2 separate regions of the Bos taurus genome follow, and region 1 is linked to region 2. Evidence: chromatin contacts called from public Hi-C data. All regions are on one chromosome and are shown on one strand. Each heading gives the region's core, a stretch centred on a gene start, on an enhancer-like site or on the middle of the called end of the contact. The rest is flanking DNA. Distances are from core to core; before and after follow the strand shown.

The links. A called contact is a pair of places that touch in the nucleus more often than the background predicts.
Region 1: a Hi-C map of an unstated tissue shows a contact between it and region 2, with 5 times the contacts expected there. The contact joins two enhancer-like sites. A contact is called at or near these places in 3 of 11 Hi-C or Micro-C datasets (blastocyst, liver and an unstated tissue).

What each region holds. Positions count from the first base shown.
Region 1 is chr25:39,314,378-39,320,435 of ARS-UCD2.0, reverse strand. The region is part of intron 4 of LOC132343885 (a long non-coding RNA gene); the gene reads left to right. Among named protein-coding and RNA genes, the nearest start is that of MIR2890, 21 kb to the right of the region's middle. Within about 2 kb of position 3,680, at least 21 of the 102 cell types and tissues checked have an H3K27ac peak or open chromatin away from gene starts, as enhancers often do.
Region 2 is chr25:39,210,486-39,216,763 of ARS-UCD2.0, reverse strand. FOXK1 (forkhead box K1) reads left to right here. Exons shown (of 9, transcript XM_059881628.1): 9 at 1-5,826. Among named protein-coding and RNA genes, the nearest start is that of AP5Z1, 5.8 kb to the right of the region's middle. Within about 2 kb of position 2,898, at least 6 of the 102 cell types and tissues checked have an H3K27ac peak or open chromatin away from gene starts, as enhancers often do.

The DNA of each region.
Region 1 (6,058 bases), core at 2,431-4,930, 100 kb before region 2:
CGTGTGCTGTCCCTCCATCACAAACGCCAGCCTCTCCCTCGTCCAATTGGGAAAATCTCCCACATCCTCTAAGACCTCATACAAACGTCACCTGGTTTCCAGAACATTCTAAACCCTGCCTCCCCAGCAGGGTCGGCTCTTCTGGCATCTGTACCCTACGTGAGTGTCCATCTCTGCCTACACGCTGGGCCCCGAGGGTTGGGTCCACACATAAGACAAGTTACGTATAAACAAGTGGTGGTGGTGCTGTTGCTAATGACGAAACAGGTAAACACATCCAACATGTTTTGACCTCGGCCCGTCGGAAGGATTCTGCACACTCAGCAGCCCCTTCCCTCCCGAGGGCTCCAGTCTCAACCTTCCTCTTCTCAGAGGGGAGTTTCTCATTGTCATGGATGGCAACTCACACACGATGCAAATAATCACCTTTTATGTGGCCTTGGAAAAGCTTCTGTTTGATCTCCCCGCAGCTGTCTTCACGGAAGGCTCCCATGCAAATAAAGAGTGCAGTAGCAAAATGTCAGGGGGCTCAGCCCAGAAGCCTGAGCCCCTGAAGGGTCGGAGGGGCCAGGAGGGGCCTTGGGCCCTTATCTGACTCCCCAGAAACCAGAGCACCTTCCTGCCCGCCGCCGCCTCCTGCCCTTCTGTTCTCTGTCTTCAGGATGCTCTGGGTCTGCCCAGCATGGGACACACAGCTCTCCCCTGACCCTTCCCACACCCCCGCCAGGGCAGAGAGCACCTCTGTGTACCCCACCTCCCCCCGCTGAGCCGAGGCGGGGGACGGGAGTGAGTCTGGTGGAGCCAGTGTGCAGGTGGGGGCTGCCTCCCGCGGCTGGAATCAAACGGGAGCTGAGGGGCCCCGGGGCGGGCGAGCCACGTGGGTGGGGAGAGGAAGGCCACTGGCATCTCAGTGTGACGAAGGCCTCTCCACGGGAGGGGCAGACCATGTCCTGCTGGCGAGGACGTCAACTGCGTCCCTCCGTCTAAAGAGCAGTATTCTGGGGACTCCCCGCTGGTACGTGGAGAAGAATCCACCTGCCAGCACAGGGAACCCGGGTCTAAGCCCTAACTCAGGGCAGTTAGGCCTGTGTGCCACAGCTACTAAAGCCTGCTCGGCCTAGAGTCCGTGGTCTGCAACGAGAGAGGCCACCACGATGAGAAGCCCGCGCACCACAGCAGAGCTCGCCACAGTGAGAGAAAAGCCCACGCAGCAGCAAAGACCTCGCACAGCCAAACATGAAAATAAACAATAAATAAGATTTTTTTAATTAAAAAAAGAGAGAGAGAAAAGTGCTGGATTGGGAAACTCTTAGACTCAACATGAGATGCTGGAGCGGGGAGTAAAGAAATGCATGTGTCGGGAACCAAGCTCCCAATTCCGACCCCACAGATGAGCCAAGTGACCCTGTCCAGAGTGTTAGTAAGCCCCTCCCTGACGGGGGACCACCCCTGTAAGAGGAAGGTGGGGTAGCACCCCAGTGGCTTCTAGCACATGGGGCCTCAAAGCTCACACCATCAAAGATCAAAAAGACCCACATTTCCGAGAAAGATGTCCCACAGGCAGAGAAAGCATGCTGTCACTTCTGTGATGATCACAGAGCTCTGGTTTCCAACCTAGATTTTTATCTGGCGCCAGCAGGGAGAGGTTCTGCTTCTGAGTCAGACGGTATCTGAGTAGGGGATCTGGGTTCGAACCCAGCCCCTCCCATCCAGGGCGGTCTTAGGGTGAACTGACAAAGCCCCTCTGAACTTCAGTCTGCCGGTCTACGAAGGAAGTGTCCGGGGCAGAGCGGACGGTAGCGTCCGCACTGGGGCAGAGACGTCCCTGTGAAGAACAAACGAGGTGATGGGACCCGGCACATAGTAAGTGCCCGCGAAACACGGCTCGTTTTATGATCTCTCACGTGGAACGGAAATGACAGCTACTTCAGAGGTAGCTGATTTAGGGACTTCCCTGGTGGTTCAGTGGTTGAGACTCCATGATTGCAATACAGGGGCCACAGGTTTGATCCCTGATGGGGGGAACTAAGATCCCATGTGCCACCAAAAATATAAACAAAAAAAGTACCAGTTTTCATTCATTCATTCAAGATGATGAACACAGCAAATTAAAACACCAATGGCAGGTTGCAGCACCAGGCCAAAAAATAGTAGTTGATTTAGCCTCTGGATTAAACAAGATTGCTGGGAGAAGGCAATGGCACCCCACTCCAGTACTCTTGCCTGGAAAATCCCATGGACGGAGGAGCCTGGTAGGCTGCAGTCCATGAGGTCGCTGAGGGTCGGACACCACTGAGCGACTTCACTTTCACTTTTCACCTTCATGCATTGGAGGAGGAAATGGCAACTCACTCCAGTGTTCTTGCCTGGAGAATCCCAGGGACAGCAGGGCCTGGTGGGCTGCCGTCTATGGGGTCGCACAGAGTCAGACACGACTGAAGTGACTCAGCAGCAGGAGCAGCTATATACTGATAATATGTGAATAGATAAACTAGTTGGTTCAACTGTGTAACATAAAGATGTGGAATTTTCAGTCTCGGCCCCCTAACTTGCTAGGCTGCTGCCCCCAGCCCCGATTCCTGGGACGCCAGAGCTTTGCTGAGAAAGTTCTAGGTGCTGTCTGCTCACCCCTCACCTGCTTATTCTGCCCCCGCCTCCTGATGCTTCATTTCTTGGCCACCAGGTCATAAAGCGTCAGCCTCTTCGGGCAGAGCTGCCAATAAACTCCGGTCTTATGACCCCCCAGTTCCACTGAAACCTTGTCAGGCGGGACTTTTTTTCACTCCAGCAAACAGAAGATGGGGGTCATTTTATCTCACGTTATAATGATCAGCTTGGGATAGTTTTTGTTTTTTAATTTTTTGACCTCACCACAGAACATGCAGGATCTTAGTTTCCCAACCAGAGATGGAACCTGTGCCCCCCACCTCCCTGCATTGGAGGCACAGTCTTAACCACTGGACCACCAGGGATGTCCCTTGGGATGGTTTTTTTTATTTCCTTATCAATGTCAAAATGAGTGATCACAAACTTACATCCCCCGAGCAGCCAGGCAGTTGCCATAAATAAGGGACAACGCTTGGAGGCGGTGGGGCCTGACACCGCTGGTTCGCTGTTTTGGTCTTGTTGCTGCCACTGACAGAGGCTTGGCGCTGGGAACAGCAGGGCACGGTGGAAACCAAGGCTAAGGCCGGAGACCTGTGTAGCCTCTTTGTCGTAATTTGAGGGTGATGGCCCAATTTTTCTAGTTGCTCTGATTTTTCATATTTTTGCATAAATTCTCCCAAATTTTAAAATATTGGCTCAGTTTGGTTTTTTTTTTTTTTTTGGACACTGTAAGTCAGAGAAAATATAACTGCAGACCAGATTCAGCTCCTGAGCCATCACCTTGAGAGACTTCATGGAGCCTCCTCCAGCCAGTCCTCACCACCGCCTCCAGTGTGTGTGAACGGAAGTGGAGAGTGGCCAGGGTCACCAGGACGATTGTCCTGAGCGTGAACTGCCCAAGGGCACCCACCTGAGAGGCGGCCTCTTCTGTCCCAGGGCAGCTAAGACTTGTTCTGCAAATTTCAGCGGTTGTCCAGCAGAGGGCAGTACGATTTCACAGTCTGACAAAGTCAGCCCATCACACGGTCTCAACAGATGGATGTGACGTGTCTTCCGGCTGGGGTGTGTCCTCCTTCAGATTCACCCAGAGCAGGTGTAAGGACCAGCAGCGGCCCTGAGCGGGGAGGAAACTGCAATGGAAGACCCCATCCATTCTGGTTGGGTTGCAAAGTGGAAGTTCCAAATACCAAGCATTAGTGAGGTTGTGGAAAAAACAGAAATTGCACTACCCTGGCGGGGGCAGTGGGGGGTGACGGTGAAGGACAGGAGGAGTGTGAATTGATACACCCCCACATTGGAAAGTTTTTAGCAGCACCTACCCAAACTGGACATACAAATACCCATGACCCAGCAATTCCACTAGGCGTGTGCCCAACCACACACGAACATACGTGTGCCTGGAAACGTTTAGAACATTCATGGGCATGCCCTTTCCGAGAGCCAAGACCAGAAAGAGGTCCAATGCCTATTAGAAATGGAAAAAATGAATAAAGTGTGTATCTGCAGGGTGGATACCAGACAGCAATGCAAACGAACCAGGATACAGAAAAATCTGCTCAAAGTAACGTTAGGTACATGAAGGCAGCCACAGAAGAGTGTCCTGGGGGATTTCATTCATACCAAAGGCGAACAGCAGGCAGAGATCAGCTGTGGTGTCAGGAGCCAGGATGGCTTAGGTGCCTGGTGGTGACCTAAGGGGCACTCGGGGACTGTCCTGGGGTGCTGGTGAGGTTCTGGAGCTTGACCTGCAGGTGATGATGTGGTGGTGGTTGTTTGACTGCTAAGTCGTGTCTGACTCTTTGCAACCCCATGGACTGCAGCATACCAGGCTTCCCTGCCCTTCACTATCTCCCAGACTTTGTCAAACTCACGTCCACTGAGTCGGTGATATCATCCAACCATCTCATCCTCTGTCCTCTGTCATCCCCTTCTCCTTCTGCCTTCAATCTTTCTCAGCATCAGGGTCTTTTCCAATGAGTTGGCTCTTTGCATCAGGTGGCCAAAGTATTGGAGCTTCAACTTCATCACCAGTCCCTCTATTGAATATTCAGAACTGATTTCCTTTAGGATGGACTGGATGGATCTCCTTGCAGTCCAAAGGACTCTCAAGAGTCTTCTCCAGCACCACAGTTCAAAAGCATCAATTCTTCAACGCTCAGCCTTCTTTATGGTCCAACTCTCACATCCATACACGAATACTGGAAAAACCACAGCTTTGACTATACAGACCTTTGTCGGCAAAGTGATGTCTGTTTTTTAAGTAAACTGTCTAGGTTTGCCATAGCTTTTTTTCCAAGGAGCAAGCATCTTTTTTTTTTTTAATTTCATGCCTTCAGTCACCATCTGCAGTGATTTTGCAGCCCAAGAAAATAAAGTCTGTCAGTGTTTCCTTTGTTTCCCCTTTATTTGCCATGAAGTGATGGGACTGGATGCCATGAACTTCATTTTTATGAATGTTGAATTTTAAGCCAGCTTTTTCACTCCCCTCTTTCACCCTCATCAGGAGGCTTTTTAGCTCCTCTTCGCTTCCTGCATTAGAGAGCTGATGTGGATGGGGTCTCTGGGAAATCGACTCGTGCACTGTACGCTTTCTGTACACACGAGACCAACACACGAGTGTCACAGCAGAGACCCCCAGGTGTGCATTGGGCAGGGAAGGGCTTTGGAGGAGGAGAGGCAGAGGAAAGCTCCGAGTTCCGGCATCAGCGCCTCCAGGTGCGACGTTCACTCCAGGGCTGCCCGGGTCATGGGCGTCGCACTATTACTGGGGGAAGCCAGCATCCTTGGACGGGTCGTGTCAACGACGGGTTGGTGCATAGGACAGGGTTTGGGAACCAGGAATCCTTGCTTCCCTGAGATGAGGGTTTGTGTGCTGGTCATTTATGTGGCTCCCGGGAGATCCACGAGGGAGACAGAGCCGCCAAGCGAGGGCAGGACTTTGAGGTGGAGTCCCAGGCCCCTGGAATGCAGGTTACACCTCGAGGTTTGTCCCGACAGGCAAGGGAGCTGGGCTTTCAGAGCCCCACACCCATCAGCGCTTGGCTGAGGGCTCACCTGGAGGATGAAGACCCCCTGCCGTCTGCACGCACAGGCTGAATGGCCCCAGGGCAGGCGTTCCAGAGCCAAGCATCCCTTGCTGGGAAGAACCATGGGAATGTGGGGGAGCTCAGGGACCTGGGGTCCAGACGCTGACCTCCCCGCTTTCCCCGGGCATCTCCAGTTCAGAGGGGGGATGCGAGGCTGCCCGTCCCGCTGGAATCACAAATCACCTTCATCAGGCCCCAAGGCGGTGATGAATTGTTCAAGGGTATAGAAAGCGAAGAACTAAATTTAGAGCCTCTTGATGAAAATGAAAGAGGAGAGTGAAAAAGTTGGCTTAAAACTCAACATTCAGAAAACTAAGATCATGGCAATTAGATGAGAAAACAATGGAAAAAGTGACAGACTTTAT
Region 2 (6,278 bases), core at 1,649-4,148:
CTAACTTCAAGGAAGACCGACGGCCTCCCGGACTGGCGCTCAAGGCAGAGAGCTGTTTGGATGAGAGGCCCACCTGCAGCGTCCACCCTCGTTCCGGCCACACCAGGTTGCTGGGGTCGGAAGGACGTGGCCGCCCCCGCGGGAGAACGGTCACGCTGAGTGGCCCCGTTTCCCGGCTGCTCTGACGTCCGGGGGCCCCGCGGCTGCCCGCCCAGCCTCCTCACCAGCTGCCAGAGTCTCTACCGCCCGACAGCCTGCCTGCCGTGACTGACCAGAACTGGCTCTGCGGCCCATGGCACCAGAGGCCCCAGTCTGGGCCCACAGCCCTCGCCAGCTCAAGGGCCCTCAGGGGGCCTCGGGCAGAGCAGGGCACCCCCGGTCCTTCACATCTCGGGAGAGCACTCTCAGGAAACGTTCAGTGTGTCTCTGCAAAGAGTGGTTTAGGTCCGGCCTGGTGTCGGCCCTGCCCTGGGGGTCCCCACGGACATGGGCTCCCCGCTTCCAAATCGCCATAGCAGCTGCAGGGGCAGGTGTGCGGGCCGCTTGCGCCGCCAAGGTTGTCCCCAGGCCCCCCACGGGGACCGGTGTTGAGTGTCCTTCCTCCAGGCTGGTGTCCACTCAGCCCACAGGCCAGGTGCGTCCGTGCCACTGACCCTCATCCTACGTTGTGGCCGTGGTGCCCCCGTGAGGTCAGAGACGGGAGGACGGGTGCCCGGCTCCGCACCCACGCCGCCCTGGCGTTCTCTATGGCTTCCCGTCTGGTGTGAGTGCAGAGCGTGAGACTGAGTGGGTCGAGACGGGCATCCAGGCACTGCCGGGCTGGCTCCGCAGGTCCTGGGTAGGGCTGGGGGCCATCGTCTCTTTCTTATGTTGCTGCTCAGCCCTGGGGCTGCGCGGGTCTTGCTCAGATGCCTTCTTGCTCACAGACCATCCTCTGCGCCACAGCTCGCCTCCCCCAGAGACAGACGCCAGGCCGGCTGGCCAGAGGACACGCCCAGCCCCGTCCCCTCTGCCTGGCCCGACCAGTCTGGCCCGACCCTGTGTTCTCCTGACTTCCAAGGCATTTTGGTTTTGTGTGTTACCGTGGACTCCCTCACGGTTCTATCCTGGCAGTAGTTCAGGGAGAAAGGAGCAGAGGGGGGTCTGTGGCTGGAACTGGGAGGGAGATGGGACGGGGTGTCCTCAGTGACGCTCTGCCACGTGCCGAGCGCATGCCTTTTTAGCTCCTTCTGGGCAGAAGGGACCCCGTGGGGCCAGGTTCAGGGGACCAGCCACTCCAGGTTCCTGGTGAGCCTCTGGGTGGGCTTTTGGTCATCTCCCCAGAGAGCCCGTGGTACCCGCCAGCACTTGTCCTGAGACCAAGAGGCCAGGAGTGGGCAGCTCCCCAGGGAAGATGCTGCTGTAGCCGGAAAGATCTCTGGTGTCCTCAGAGCTCCCCAAGCCGTGGGGCCACACACGCCCCCACCACACCCGTCTGCAGGAGCCAGAGCAGCCAGGAGAGCCGGCAGCGTGGTCTTCCACATGCCTGGGTTGTGGCACATGGACCAACCCACCCGAGGCTGGGAAATAAAAAGGCAACCTGGCCTGACGCGGGGGCCACGGCCGCCTCGGGTCACCCAGGGGCTGGACTCCGCAGAGGGCCGGCCGGGCAGGTGCGCTCGGGCCCGTCGTCGTGGCTGCTCACTCTCCATCGATACCAGGCCTGCCCGTCCAGCTGTACTCGCCCTTTACCAGTGCCAGATACAGGAGGGCGCCGCTCTGCATGGCGGGCGTCACGGAAATCCCTGCCCTACCCCGCTGAGTGTCCTCCCCTCCGGCCAGGGTCACCCTCTCGCAGGCCCGTGGTGGATGCTGAGTGTCCTTGCCCGCCACCTGCATCTCTATGTGAAGCTCCGGGACGCCTGGCGCTGTCGAGCAGAGCCTGTGGTCGGGGTTCGGACCATCTGTCCTTCCCCCCACCCCCCTGGGATCCACTGTGAGGTCGGAGTAGCACTAGGGGGGCCCCCGGGCTGGACATCGTCACCTCCTACTCCCTCTGCTGCAGGGGACCCTCAGGCTCTTTCTGCCGCCAGGTTGGCTCACTTTCACGGTTGCTGTTTGTGGGAGGTTGTTTTTTCTGCTTCAGAATTAAGCCAAATGGAGAAGGTGAAAAATGGACTTCTGAGCTGCTAATCAACACGCATTGGTGATTCTCAGGCGGGAGGGGGTGGGCTTGGTGGGGCCACCAGGCTGCTGGCTGCTTATCTGGACCCTGCTGGGCCTGGAGGGAGACTGGTTTAGGTCGCAGCAGGCCTTGTTCGGCTGGCGCGCTGACTTCCCCTAAAGAAAGGTCTGCCTGGACCAGTCAGAGTGAGCCGCCCGGCTCCCGGGGCGCGTCCCAAGGTCTCTAGACAGAAACTCCTTCGCTGGCCCCTTGAAATTCAGGAGGAGACAGAAACTTTTGGCTTTTTTCCTTTGGTCAGTTTCTTCCTTTTTGGAGGCAAAGAAAAGACCGAACGTGAGCGTGTGTTAGAGAAGAGGGTCCTTCGCGCGGCTCCTCTAGGGTTTAGACTGAGGGGCGGTTGAGGCCGGAGAAGGAGCTGTCTTCTTCCCAAGCCCCAGGTTCTGCTTTGCCCCAAGACGGCTTCGTCTGGGATGGGGTGCTGCCGAGCCCCGGGGAACCGGCCTCGGGCGCCGCCAAGCTCACAGCTGCACCGCAGGCTTTGGTGCAAGAAGGAATGGACGGAGCTGCTAGGCAGGCCCCGCGGCGGTGGGGGGGGGGGGGGGCGGTGCCAGTGGGAGCCCCGCCCTCGCGGCCAGCCGCTCGAGGCCGCCCTCCGGGTTGCCTCTGCCCAGAAGTGAAGTGACTTACCGCGCCTCCTTTATGTTATTCACACGTGCTGCTACGAGGCGGGGACGGGCCGCAGAAGGAGGGAGGCTCTTTGGCGAGGGGAGCAGCAGCGGCTTCTGTCCTCAGCCCTCAGGCTGCTCTCATGCGTTTCATGAACTCCTCTCATCTCACTCGTCCCTTCCTCCAGGCTTGTCTCCATCGCGCGGACCCGCCCTTCCCGCCGGGCCCGGCCTCTTGCCTCTTCTCTTACCCCCAGAAGCTGCTCCCCGCTGGGTCTAAGGGCCGGTCTGGGCCATCAGTCACCACGCAGCCTCTGGGGTGGCCTCATCCGACCGTAAGGGGCCCACCCGGAGTCACAGCTGCCTTGCAGCGCACTGTGTTTGACACACTGCGAGCGTCTGCTCTGAGTGGAAACAGAAAGTGGGCTCGTTGGCTGAGTGTGTTTAGGGAAAGTAGTTTTGCTCTTCTGCTGAGAAGAACGGTCACTTGCCGAGTCTTCGGTGCCCCCCCAGCACCACCGGGTTGTCTGGGCGTCCCTGTGGAAGGCCTGTCCTCTGGGCTCGGGCCGTGGCTCAGCTCTGCCCCAGCCCACGGAGTCATCCACTTCTGCCCTCATCCCCGGGGACACGGGACTCAGCAGAGGATAGAGGTTGGAAGGGTTCATGTCTCTGGGTTTGACAAGACCCCCCTCTGTCCCCATCACGTCTGAGTTAATGTCCCAGCAGCCACCATGAGAGGTCTGATTGTCTGCAAAACTTGCCCTGCCTCCACCCCCAGCTGCAGGCCTGGCCCCGCCCAGTGACCCTGCCCACCGCCCGGTGACAGGAGGCCTCCTGCGGGCTCAGCGCTGACCAGGAGGGACGTTTATGCTGTGTCTTCACGGGGCCCCGAGGTGATTTCTTCAAGTAGGCAAGCCTCAGGGTGTTCAGCGTCTCTTCCTCTCTCTCAGTGTTCTAGAAAAGACTGAGGGCTGCAGACTCTTTCTAGGCATCTTTCTTTTCCTCCAGGGAAGAATCTTACTCAGAGGATTTCCTTCATTCCTTGGACCTGCGTGTCATGCTGGAAGCAACTGGTACAGGTTCCTGAGAAGACCAATTGGGGAGGGGGAGGCGGGAAGCTGCAGCAGACAGGCTTCTTTCTCTAGTTGATGGGCTGAACACTGGCTACGTGGGACCCCTCACCCCCGCCCCCAGCTCTGATGAGCCAGGGGGTCTTCAGGTTACACCCTCCATCACCCTTTTGCTTCCAAGGGAGACAAAAGGTCTCCAAGCTATTCTCACTCTCTTGCCCCAGATCTGTTAAGAGTCAAAATAGAATTGGAAGAATTCTAGTTCATTATTCTTTGTTTGAGATCCTTTTTCTGCAATGAGTGGCTCATTGGACTCATCCAAATATTTACTGGTGGTTCACTCCGCATGAAAAACAGTAAGAAGTGCAGAGGAGTCCAGACCGGAGAGGGATGTGGCTGTTCAACGCTGTGACCCCCCTGGGCTACCACCGTGTTGGTCCCACTCACTAAAGATTCCATGCTGCTCATGTGAAGGTTTTTCTTAGTTGCTGGTGGCTCAGCTGGTAAAGAATCCGCCTGCAATGCAGGAGACCTGGGTTTGATCCCTGGGTTGGGAAGATCCCCCGGAGAAGGGAAAGGCTACCCACTCCAGTGTTCTGGCCTGGAGAATTCCGTGGACTGTATAAGTTCATGGGGTAACAAGGTCGGACACAACTGAGCGACTTTCACTCATTTACTTACTTTCTTAGCTGCAATGATAAGACTGGCCCCTCTCAAGCTGTTGCCATGACCCCCAAGGAATGCTATGAGCTGTCCCCAAATTCTGAGCATATTGGCTGAGCTGGAATGAGGCCCATGAACCTGAAATGGATTTCTTGTGCATGAAATTAACTGGCCAAAAGGCTATGGAACTACGCCTATGCTTTTTTTTTTTTTTGCAGGTTTTTTTTTTTAATTTTATTTTATTTTTAAACTTTACATAATTGTATTAGTTTTGCCAAATATCATAATGAATCCGCCACAGGTATACATGTGTTCCCCATCTGAACCCTCCTCCCTCCTCGCCTATGGCTTCTTAAGACCTTAGCCTCTAAATTTCTGAGTTAAGTTATCAAAAAAAAATTTTTTTAATAAGTAAAAATAGGGTTTAAAATCAAATATTCTTAAGTCTGGCCTCTCCCAGCTTCCTTCCAGGATGGGCTTTCTGGGTACCTGGTCAAGGGGGACTGACCCTGCTCCGTTTCTGCTTTAGGACAGGGACGAGGAGGAGAGACCAAAGTGTGTCCTTAATTCTTGCTTATATTCAGACCCAGATCCCGGGCAGCTTGGTGCACATGGGCAAGGGATAAACCCAGCACGGATTGTGTTTCTTACCTGACTGACAATTAGCCTGTAAAGATCTTTCAGCGGGGCGGATGTTGCTAGGGGGCGTGTCTGTGTGCATTTTTTTTTTTTTTCATGGTGGCCGTCTAAAGTTTTTTAGACAATATGTTTAATCATCAGTGCTTTAAAAAAGTGGCGGTATCCTGTAGAGTGGGAATTGGGCTGCGCGGCGTGTTTGGTGCGAGGCTGAAGTCACGGCGCATTACCGTGGTTCACCATCCATGTGTGGGCTCTGGCCTCTGGGGCACCCAGGAGGGACACATACACCCCAGCACCTGGGCAGGGCGGGGGGAGGGGTGCAAGTAGGGGGGACCCACCTTAGCTAGGCCAGCCTGCGTTTTCATTTCAAATGGGATACAGTATTTTTTTTTTTAATAAGGAGCCATACTTTTTAAAAAAAAAAGTTTGAGATCTGAATGTGATTTCTAATTGTACCAGACGTTAATGTTTTAAAGCTATAACAAAGTTTAAAATTTCTACCTTTTTTTTTTCATTTAACTGTTCTTTTATCTATTAAATTGTTGTATGTGGACGGGGAAGTTTTGTCTTTCCTCTTAGCATTTGTTTCTATAACCAGAAATAAAATTATATATTAAAGAAACGACATGGGGCTCCGCGTGGTCTTGTGAGCGACTGCTGAGGGACAGACGACAGATAGGCAGGTGCCCTGGACACTCGGCTCCCCTCTCAGCTGCAGGCAATCGCCACTTGCTTTTTCACTGTTCAGTCGCTCCGTCGGGTCCGACTCTTTGCTACCCCACGGGCTGCAGCACACCAGGCTTCCCTGTCCATCACCAGCTCCCGGAACTTGCTCACACTCATGCCATCCAACCATCTTACCCTCTGTTGCCCCCTTCCCCTTGTTCCTTCCATCTTTCCCAGCATCAGGGTCTTTTCCAACAAGCAGGTGCTGCCGGATTGACAGATCACCAGAAGGGGGCGCTCAGGCGTCGGCACTGCGGGCCACCTCTGACCGGGGTCTGATGAAAGGTCGTCGCTGATCCGTCCTCGTCAAGGTTCCCGTGTTTGTTTGTGACTTACGTGCCTTCTTCAGAT